Regions from separate parts of the Sus scrofa genome. Here region 1 is linked to region 2. Evidence: chromatin contacts called from public Hi-C data. All regions are on one chromosome and are shown on one strand. The core of a region is the stretch at or near the end of the contact, and the rest is flanking DNA. Distances in the headings are between cores, read along the strand shown.

Region 1 (5,389 bases), core at 571-3,070, 590 kb before region 2:
ATTAACAAAAGAAACACACACTAAAGATAACATATATGGTGAGGAGCTCAAATATTTCTTTTCCTGGGTCCCTTTCAAGCTTCTCCAGGCAATCTTCCCTAAATTTTGGTGGCACTCAAAGAGTGTACTGGCTACTGATGATATCATACATTAGGTTTATGTGCCTTTCAGTTCAGAAACCATATCTTATTAATCTCTGTTCCCTAAATGTCTGGGCACATGGTGATTGTTCATTAGGTATTTGGACAAATGAATATATAGGGGACTTCAAATGTACAAGGTATTGTAAAACACAATAAGGAATATATAGAAAAAAAAAAGCTAATGATCCTTGAGTTTTTACATAATTAATATTGAAAAAGCCTGACTCATGGGAGGCAAGGGCTGCATAACTTTATCTTTCACTCTCACTCCTAAATCTTCTCTGTTGGGATATTTCTTTACCTTCCCCATATCTTTTCTGGCTATAATTGGGCATACAAATTACTGAGTTATAATTACCATCTTCATTCTCATAGTTGCTTTGAATTTGTTATCATTGAGGTTTCTCCTTCTCTCCAGCTCAGATCTGACAAGAAGGTGCACATTCTTAGTCATGGAAGAGGGGTTGGTCACCTTCTCTTCTCTTACTTCACATGAGATTTCACCTACTTGGGATTTTATTTGTGTGTAGTTATGGGACGCTCTTAGATTGAATTTCCTCTGGTCGTGCCAGACTTAGCAAGAGGCAACTTAATTGTTTTAGTCGTTCAGGTAAAAAAGTTTGGAGTTATCCGTGACACGTTTTTTCCATGTGCCATCCAATTCTTCAGAAAATCCTTCAAAGTACTCCCACATCTAGCTATTTCACTGGCAAACGCCACACCTCACCTTTTTAAACTGTTGCACTTGTTCTCCCAGTGCTTTTCGTTCTCCACCTGTGGCTACTTTCCACATAGTACGCTGAGAGATCCTTTTAATATGCCAGATTACACCATTTAATTATTCTATTCTAAAACACCGAAAATTTCCCATTTTTCTTAGTTATGGCTGTTTAGGCCAGCTGATTTGAGAAGAGTAGGTACAACTGTGTCTTGTGACTCTGAATGTGTGTTTTTGCAGATAACAAATCCCAGTAGAAAAAGGATTAGGAGATGGTCATTTCTCCAGTTACCCTCTAGATGGCGCTGTGGTGCCGCTCAAATTTCTGTCCTGGTTTTGATTTTCTTGAGGCGCGGATAGCGCAGTCATTTCAAGCAGAACACCTTTTCAGGCAGCCTGTGCTAAAATGTACGGAATTTTCTGCTCTTTTCCCTTCTTTCCTCTTCTTCTCACTCGAATTTTTTAAAAAGGAACAAATTGTAGCTTAAAAGAAATAAATTGGAAAGGTTCTGAAGGGGCTGGATTCTCTGAGAAACAGTTTGAATTGTCTGCTGTTTGAGAACGGAGAATAAGCAGGATTCACGTCCAGGGGGTTGGACGATCCCGGCGGGGTGCTGAGGGGAGAGCACTGGAGCCCCACCCACCCGGACTCCCTTGAGGGGCTTGTGATTTAGAGCCCAGGGTAGCCTGATCAAGAGGCATTGGCATTGGGGGAAAAAAGTCCCTAAAAAGTTTCATTCCAATTTGTCACTTTTTACAAAATGTCGTCTTTTCTCTGAGGACAAGCTTCTGCAAACGCAGAAATTAAGGGTTTGTCAGAAGGCGGCCAAAGTGAGCAGGTGTGTGCTGTTGATAGCGACTGCGCGTTTAGGGAGGCAGCTCCGGGCCCGGGGCCGAGGGGGAACTGAGCCTGCGCCCACGGGGGCGGGGGCGGGTCCACTGTGGCGTGGTGGAAAGGAGAGAGCGGAGGGCAATTGCGAGCCTGAGGAGGTACCTTCCTGAGGCCCGGGGGTAGGGCGTGTTGGGACCCGGGGCCCCCAGCGGCTCTAGACGGCTGCTAGCCAAAGGAGGACCTGGAGTGGCGGCGCAGAGAGCGCGTCCCGCCAGAGGACAGCCCCTCTGCTTGTCTCCCGAGGCCGGCGCGAGAGAACCGCCGAGCCCGCCCGGGCCTGCACCTGGCGAGGCTTCTTCAGGTGGGGCGGGGAGACCGCAGGAATTCACGCACGTTTAGGACGGGAGACACCAGAGCGGCGCTATTGGTTGTGTCCCGGGATGGAAACAGTCACCACAGCTCCTCTTCGCAGCTCTTTTCTCTTTCAGTGTTTCCTGTGGAGGGCGGAAGTCTCCCTGAATTTCCCCTGGGTCGTGCCCCCTGCATGGTTTGGGCAACCCAGAGGAAAACGAAATTGTGAGCCACTTGTTTAAAATGTAAAAATTTCAAGGCGGTGGCAGCAGAGCATTAAAAACAAATGTCTTAACAGGTGTCACTTAGGGGCCCTATGTGACTACTAAGGTGACACCCATCAAGCCTTGACTCCAGCTCTGCCTCTGGGCACCCCTTTTCCGGTGTTCAACCAGGTGTGCCTTTAGCTTCATCTCTCTTACTTAAGCCTTTGCGGACATTGTTGTTCTATCTTAGACCTATAGGGGGAACACTATCAACAAGACGTGAAAAGAGCCGCTAACTTGGTAGAAACCATGCTCCTAACCCCTCTTCTCATTCCTGTTAATTTAATGTCTGTCTTTGTATCTTTCAAAGGAGCGTCCTCAAAATCAAGCGTTTCTGAAGCCCGGGACAGATGCTTTCTGTGTTGTTCTAAAACACGCTTGTAAGGAGGAGAATCCTCGGTTCAGAAGAGCTGAGGAGAGGCCACAGTTGAACTCAGACACCAGGAGAGAGAGGCTTTGAATCTGCCTGAAAGCCATCCTATTTTTTGCTGACAATGTGCAGGTATTTGGCTCTTTTTAATGTAAGGAAAAGATGTTAAGTTTCAAAAATGGCTTGGTTTTTGATTTAGAGTCTTCCAAATTATTTTCCTTCTCCCTTTTCAATGAAATTTATTTAACTTTTTGCCATAAATTAAGTCAATTGATTTACTCTTCTTCGATTACAAGGGAATAAGCATGTTTCATTGCTATAATCAATTTTTATAATCACACCACCCTCACACATAAGATTTCATGGAGCAGTTATAGCACCCTGTGAGTAGACCCTCAGCTGCCATTTTTCCAGAAGAAGGATGAAAGCTCAAGAAGGTAAAGTGAATGATCCAAGATCACACAGCTAGGAGTAAGTGGAGACCGGAAATTGGATTCTTAGGTTCTTGCAGATCCTTTGTTTCCAAATCCATACCTGTCTCACTGTATCATGATGCCTTTCAACAGATAGTCTCTTGGTTTACAGATATAGAAGTTTAGGGTTTAATCCCTTTTTGGAGCCTCTACTTTTTGTAGCCAGAGATAGTTTCAATATAGTTTAAAATAAAATTCAGTCAGCATTATCTTCCTCTTGAAAACATTCAGTTAGTGGTCAAAGAGTGGGATAGTTTGGCCTAATTTTCAGGACAGTTCCGCAGGAAGAGATCCATGTTAAACAATATCAAACGTATGCTTCACTGTGTCTTCTCCCATTAGCCAACATCTATTAATATATACAGTCCTTTCTGTATAAACATACACAGAATTATCTCAACAATTCATCACTGACTTTTTATGTCTAGCATGATCTGTTGGTATTTCAGAGATCCGGTTCCAATAAGTAAGATGATCTGTAAAAAAAAAAAAAATAGTATGTGAGAGACTTTTAATTCATTTATCATTATTTCATACACTCACAAATATTTACTAACCTATATTTCTTCCCTAGATATGGGTAATATGACAGGAGAAAACGCAAATGACATCACTGTTCTCCTGCAACTTATATTCTGAGGAGGAATATAGAAAACTGTTAATGAAGGCATAGATCAGAAGGTTATAATAAGGTCAATGAAGAAAAAGAAGGGACAGTAAGGATATGGAAGGACATGGGAATTGGGTCTCATTTAGTGGAGGTGTTTTTACTGAGGTGACCATTGGCTAGAGTCTCAAATGAATTGGGAGAATAATAAATAAACTTTAGTTATGGTTTCTCTCTTTTTGCTTGTCAGGTGCTAGAGTCTCAAATGAATTGGGAGAATAATAAATAAACTTTAGTTATGGTTTCTCTCTTTTTGCATGTCAGGTGCATCACTCTTAATGATGACTTTTCTTCCTAGTCATTTAAGTTCATTATAATGTTTTCTCTATCACTGAGTCTCTAATTTTGTTTTATACATCTGCAAGTAGAGTAATAATACGTCCTGAGCCTACCTCTCAGAGTAATTGAGAAGATAAAATGAGAAAATATATGGGAGATGGTTTTGAAATATTAAAAACATAGTAGGAGTTCCCACATGGCTCAAAAATAACAAACCTGACTAGTATCCTTGAGGTTGTGGGTTTGATCCCTGACCTCACTCAGTGGGTTAAGGATCCCGTGTTGCTGTGAGCTGTGGTGTAGGTTGCAGACACGGCTCGGATTCTGTGTTGCTGTGGCTGTGGCTGTGGCCAGCAGCTGCAGCTCTGACCAATTCAGCCCCTAACCTGGGAACTTCTATATGCTGCACATGTAGCCCTAAAAAGCAGAAAACAAACAAAAAACCAAAAACCCAGTAGACTCATAAAGGATAACTATCTCTTTCAAATATGCCTTTCTAATTGACCCTACACTGTCTTTGATTTTTGAAGTGGTAGCCATCACTACCACTGTATAGGGCTGAACATGCCTGAAATATTTATACCTTATCAGTTGAGAGTCTAGATTTTGGTTAACAAATTTCATCTCACATTCTTGTCTTGATGATTGACAGTGACTTTCTCTAGCACTGTTGTGAACTAATGTCCTTTCGCAGTGTAGCCCATCATCATAAACAACACTTGAATACATTTAACTTGTCCATTGCTTCTCATCTTCTATAGGTTATTTATGCTGGGATTGAGGGAAAAATGTTTTGACATGTTTATTGTGTCTGCCATTGCCAAGAAAGGGAAATCTGCTAATCAAATAGCTACTGAATCTTCTTTAAATCATAGTGACCTGTCTGGAGGTGATAGAAGGAGGTTGTCTGTTGCTTGTTACATACCAAATCCTCTGTTCTAATTCAGATAGAATTAGCATTAGAATTAGAATTTCCTGGCATTCTAGCAACATCTAGTTATACAGACCTCTTGCTTCCTCCTGGCAAGCCAGCTGACAAATGCCAGATGCTGACTCTTGGCTTCCTTCAATCTGCCCTTCAAATATGTGACTAGGTCTTTCCTCATGCGGCCATCTGATTCCATGTTTTGCGTGTTCTTCAAAGATGGGTCTCAAGCACAGAAATTTTTTCAGAGAGAATCTATGTAGAAATTTTGCGTCTGGCTAACTGGTCAAATATATGAATCAGATAATTAGAAACTTGAGTTGATTCAGATTACAACTAAAATATTAAAAGTCTCTTTTTACCAG
Region 2 (5,603 bases), core at 1,168-3,667:
GAAACCGATTTAGAATTCACAGAATTGTCGTTGCAGTGGGACAAATGCTTCAGGAAGTGTTATTTGAAACCCTCTGTCTCATCAGACACCCTACCTTTTTTCTTCTCTTTCCAGTCCTTCTCTATGCCAGCCTTTATTTCCTGAACTGATGTTATTTAAAGAGTAGGTGAGGAAAAGGGAAAGGAAAAGGAACAAGAAAATTGCTTTAATAAAGGACATTTCTGTACCTGTGTGTGATTTCTTGTCATTTTGAAATGCTTTAATTCATTTGTCACCTTCCTTGCCTGAAAAAATTGCTAGATCTCTAAGAGGACACATATCTTGTTTTGTTTTAAAGTTAAACGTCCGTAGGTTGAATTGTGATATCTAAAGGGTAGTTTTGGCAGCAATCAAGTGACATTTGAGGATGAAAAACAGTGGTCCTCTGCATATTCTCCACTGCCATTGCTATAATTCCCTCAGGTATCTTGGCATCCATCCTCCTTGCCTATCTCTGTCAATGCACCATGCTCCCTCTCTGGAGCTTTTGAGAACACTGTAAACCACATCTATTGAATTCATCCTTTTGTGAATGTCATCCAATACCGTCAGGTGCTCTGTAACTTTCCTATCAACAATTAACTGATATAAACCAATTAATCATAATGCACTCCTGAAAAAACTCAACTACCATGAGAGTCTTATCCATCCTTCCAGATAATGTGTATTTTCATATTTGCAATTTTACCTGATATCTCCAGGGTTTAGGTTCAACACAGTTTCTGATTGTTATAATAAATTATTCAGGGCAGTAAGAAAGAGAAAATAATGTAGGAATAGAGATGATATTTAGGTAACTTCTTTAAGGGCTCCTAGATTACTGCTCTTTTGCAAATTATAACATTAAGAGAGATCTAGGTTATCTGTTCCCAAAGTATTAGAATTAAAAAAGGACTATATGAGTAATTTATCCTAATGAATGAAAGTGATGGGAATTGAAAAAGTCTCTTCAATCATAGGTCTCCATTGCTTCTGATGAAAATCAGCTATCGTTCTTACAATTTACTTTTTTTCTCCATGAATGCTTTTAAAATACTGTCTTTGTCTTTGGTTTTCAGCTATTTGACTCTAAAATGGCTATTTTTTATTATTATTATTCTATTTGGATTTCACTATAGTACTTGAATAAGCTGATATTTTAAATCAAATTTGTAAAATTGATGACAGTTGTGTTTTAAAATTTCTTCAGGAGTCTCCTCAAAGGCACAGTGGTTTAAAAATCTGACAGCAATGGCTTGGGTTGATGCAGAGATGTGGGTTCCATCCCTGGACTGGCACAGTGGGTTAAAGGATCTAGCACTGCTAGAGCTGATGCGTTATGTTACAGCTGTGGCTCAGATTCAGTCCCTGACCCAGGAACTTCCATATGCCACGAGTGGATATATATATATATATATATATTTTATTTCTTGATTAATTCTTTCTTTCCTCATCTTCTGAACACTAACACTAAGTTCATTTATGGTAGACCATATAATACTTTTCATTTTTTAAAATCTTTGTTCTCTGTGTGCTTCAGTCTGAATATTTTCTGTTGCAGTGCCTTAAAGTTGACTAGTCTGTGTAGTATAATTTGCTTTTTAGATCAAAAATGGATTTTTATAACATTATTATATTTTTAAGTCTAGTTTTCTCTTTTTCATTTATCTTCCAGAGTTTCGATTTGCTTCCTAATCCTTATATATTCATTCATTATGTCTGTCTTTTCCTATAGGTTCTTAAACATATTTTAAATAGTTATTTTTTTGTAGTTAATTTATGCTAATTTCAAAAAGGTTTTCTGGGTTTTCTCTCTCTCAACTCTGGTTCACTTTTTTGTTTACTTAAATGTGTAGTTATTTTTATTATATGTTGGGCATTGTATGATATACTGTAGCAGAGTACACAATTTGTTCTTTGTTCATGCTGAGATTTTTGTTTGTTTCTTTCATCAGAGGTGAATGAAAAAGTACTATTAGATCACCAAAATGAAAGTACTGTTAGATCATCAAAAAGCTGTAGAGACTTTGTTTCTGGCTTTTTCTTTTTTTGGCAGTGTTTAAACTTGTCTTTAAATTCTTTGATACTTCTTTCATTGACAGATATGGTCCATGTACTCTCTTTTTGTTTTGCTTATATCGAAAAGACTGTGACAGACTTGATTCTGGTTGACTTCTGAGGCTAGATCAGAAAAAGTGATTGAATTTATCACTTGTTTGTTGGAATACTCTTGTGTGTTTCCTCTTTGGAAACTTAGGCTTGATAGGTCATGAAGACAAGCCAGTACTTCCATCTATTTCATTAGAATACTTGAAACATGCAGCCCTCATGTTAGTAATCCAACAGTCCTGAGGTACTCTATGCTCTTAAGAAGCCTAGGTCATGAGGAAAGCCCACAAATAAATGTTTCAGCCAAAGCCCCAGCTTAGGTCTAGCAATGCTAGCTAATATCAATCACTAGACATGAGTAATTCCATCAATTCAATTAATTCCAGTTCCTAGGTTCCAAGTCACTTTCTTGTAAATATTTCTAACTTTAATGTATGTCTAATATTTTCCTATCAGATTATATGTCTCCTTCTGGTTTAGGTTTATATAGCTTTTTCCTCAGAACCTATCACACAGAGACCTGCTGTTACTGAGGATATCTTTTATAGAATGAAGTTTAGTGCCACCACATCCATGAATTGCAGACTCAGCAAATGTTAATAATGATTAACCATATATTGAATTATTTGTAGTCTGTCCTCACGTAATGTGCCCATGTGCTCTCTTGTTTGTTTTTCCACTGAAGTTTCAATCTGATTTTTTGTTTGTTTGTTTGTTTTTGTCTTTTTAGGGCTGTACCCATGGCACATGGGAGGTTCCTAGGTTGGGGTTGAATCGGAGCTGTAGCCACTGGCCTGTGCCACAATCACAGCAATGCCAGATCTAAGCCATGTCTGTGACCTATACCACAGCTCATGGCAATGCCAGATACTTAACCCACTGAGCAAGGCCAGGGGTAGAAACTGCATCCTCATGGATACTAGTCAGATTCATTTCTGCTGAGCCATAACTTGAACTCCCGATCAGTTCTTTACTGAATGTCTTCTTAGAATTCTATGTATAAGCCAAAATTAAGAAAAAAATATGATATTATTGTAAGATAACTTAAATAACTTACTATTTAAAGAACACATTTTGTAAAGAATTACCTTTACAGTAAGAGAAACAACCTTATGACCATTCCCTCTTTTCTGGAGCAGTTAACATGAGCCAGTTTTGCCATACTAAGCCAAAAGACAGAGGAGGCAGAGAGGGTTTCTCCCTCTAAAATTTCATGACTAAAATTTTTGTGAAACTTTCTGGTTGGACAATGAAGTCTCTGCAGTGGTACTTCCTAGGATAGGAACTATTTTAGTTATATAGAAAACTGGCTGTCCCTGTATTCAGATGATAAATACATAAAGCAGTGTGGGAGTGAATTTCCCTCGCTAGAGTACTCTTACGTATATGTCCAGACTTGACACCAAAGGAATAACTATGGGGCTCATTAGAATCCTGTGCTTTTGGAAATACCCTTGCTTATAAACTGTTTTAATAAAATTTATCATACATCAGCAATGTATCTTTCATCATGCACATTGTACAGCATTGTATCTGAATAATCATATTTTATAAAAATCTGTTTTTTAGTGAACAATTTTAAGACATGCTATGAGAAAAATTTGTTTTCTTAAAAATAAATATGAATAATTGTGTGAAATGATCTTGTACCTAAATGAAATACTTTTTTTTTTTTGCATTTCAGACTATATTTACCATAAGATATAACTGGAAAATGCCTTCAAACTGATGCTAGATTTTACAGATTGCTGTAAGTACCACCTTGAATATTAAAACAAATTCATTTCCTCTTGTGACTTATGGAAATAAACTTCACTAGGTTATTTTTGCATCTGAAGCATCTCTATTCAGTTCAGGAAGGGAAGTCATTCAAGTGAATTGAATCTGAAATGAAAATAATACATAATGTCATCTTTTGGAATACTTACCATGTCTGACATCTAATGAGCAAGCTAACAGAGACATTTATCCTGTTTGGGATTTCCTGAAAGACTTGGCTATTGGAATACAAATCCTTGCTCTGATTCTTTATCTGCCAATTTATATTTATATGATTTTTTGGCAAATCACATAGTAACTTTGGAGCTTATGGCTTTTTTTTTTCTCTGTTAAATATGTTTAGGTACAGTATGTATAGGTATAATCTACCCCATGGATTGTTCTAAGAAGTATATGAAATTATATGTGATTTAATGACATGATTCTTGGCACACTGTAAGTACTTAGTTGAAATTAACTTTAAAATTATTATGGATAATTGCTAAAACAAAATTATGATTGTCTTCCCACAAACTGCCTATACAAAAGGCACAGTTATATTTGATGTAGAAAGAATACTTGGTTTGTCACAGATGGGTCTTAAGCTTTTGATTTTAACCATCTTTATGCTGGCTACCAAGCAGATGCCCCATTTTGCTGTACAACTTAAAATATCAGTTAAGACTGGCATTCTCATTGCTGATAGGCTAATGAAATAAAAATCAAGAAGTAAAAATATTTCAGTGATGAGATTACAGCATAATCTTTTTGACATTCTTCTAACTTGGGCTCTCGGGGGAAAAAAGCTTTAAAAATTATAGAAAAATAATACCAATTGCTTAAGCAAATACTTCATAATACCTATGCCTTCCAACCTTAAGAAAACATCCCCTAAATATAAGAATCTCAATACTTAAATGCCCTTCAAAAATGATTTTCACTTTTTGAAACCTTTTTCAGATTTAAAATTTTTATGATATTTAACCAGTGATTTATAAGAAATTAGTAAAAACCCCAAATGTTGCTTTACCTTATAGCAATGTTGTACCAGATAAACTTGTAGCTATCCCACGATACAAATTCAACAAATCATGTAAAGTATCCTTTATTTTTTTTCAGTAAAGAGAAGCATGCCTGGAAATTGCTTATCTATAAAAAATATTTGGTGGCAGATAAAGTAATAACTGATGACACTTGTTCAAGGCATCTTTTCAGAGATGTAACAGTAAGATTTATGTAATCTCACTGACAGCTCTGCAAGATTATAAATTAAGCAATCAGATGCTAGTGTGCCTAAGAATTGCTAACATCCATCCTAGTTGGAATTTTCCATAAAAAATGTTTTCTCTTATAAAACTAAATATTTCCTGTTTGATTAATATTACATTTAAAATTTGTTTTAGGTTATCATTTTGGGGTAAAAAATTGCTTATATTTTTTATTGCAGAAGATACTTGGGTTTTTCTCATTTTTTTTCTATCTTCAATCTTGATAACCTACAACCTATGATTAAAGAACTTCTGGCTTCCTTCCTAGTAATCTACATATTTTCCTCAAACTTTTTTTTCATGCCTGATTCTGATGCCAGTCACATCTTTCTAATCATTTAGTTTTCAAAAATTTTTGAATTTACGTGTTTAGGGATTTAAGTTTTATAATTTCATTGTATTATTATTATAATTATCATTAAATCTTCAAACAACTGAGCAAGTTAGTTA

What was found. Hi-C and Micro-C count contacts between places; a contact is called where the count stands out from the background.
Region 1: a contact with region 2 is called in a Hi-C map of liver, with 4 times the contacts expected there. The contact joins two enhancer-like sites. A contact is called at or near these places in 1 of 5 promoter capture datasets (liver) and 6 of 47 Hi-C or Micro-C datasets (embryonic fibroblasts, fetal heart ventricle, fetal liver and 2 more).

The regions. Positions count from the first base shown.
Region 1 is chr14:97,035,377-97,040,765 of Sscrofa11.1, reverse strand. No RefSeq gene overlaps it. Among named protein-coding and RNA genes, the nearest start is that of MBL2, 66 kb to the left of the region's middle. Within about 2 kb of position 1,820, at least 24 of the 83 cell types and tissues checked have an H3K27ac peak or open chromatin away from gene starts, as enhancers often do. A contact at or near this core is called in liver, where this site is marked.
Region 2 is chr14:96,450,420-96,456,022 of Sscrofa11.1, reverse strand. It overlaps LOC102159151 (a long non-coding RNA gene), which reads left to right. Exons shown (of 5, transcript XR_002338569.1): 4 at 3,812-3,877; 5 at 4,250-5,603. Among named protein-coding and RNA genes, the nearest start is that of MBL2, 650 kb to the left of the region's middle. Within about 2 kb of position 2,417, at least 1 of the 83 cell types and tissues checked has an H3K27ac peak or open chromatin away from gene starts, as enhancers often do. A contact at or near this core is called in liver, where this site is marked.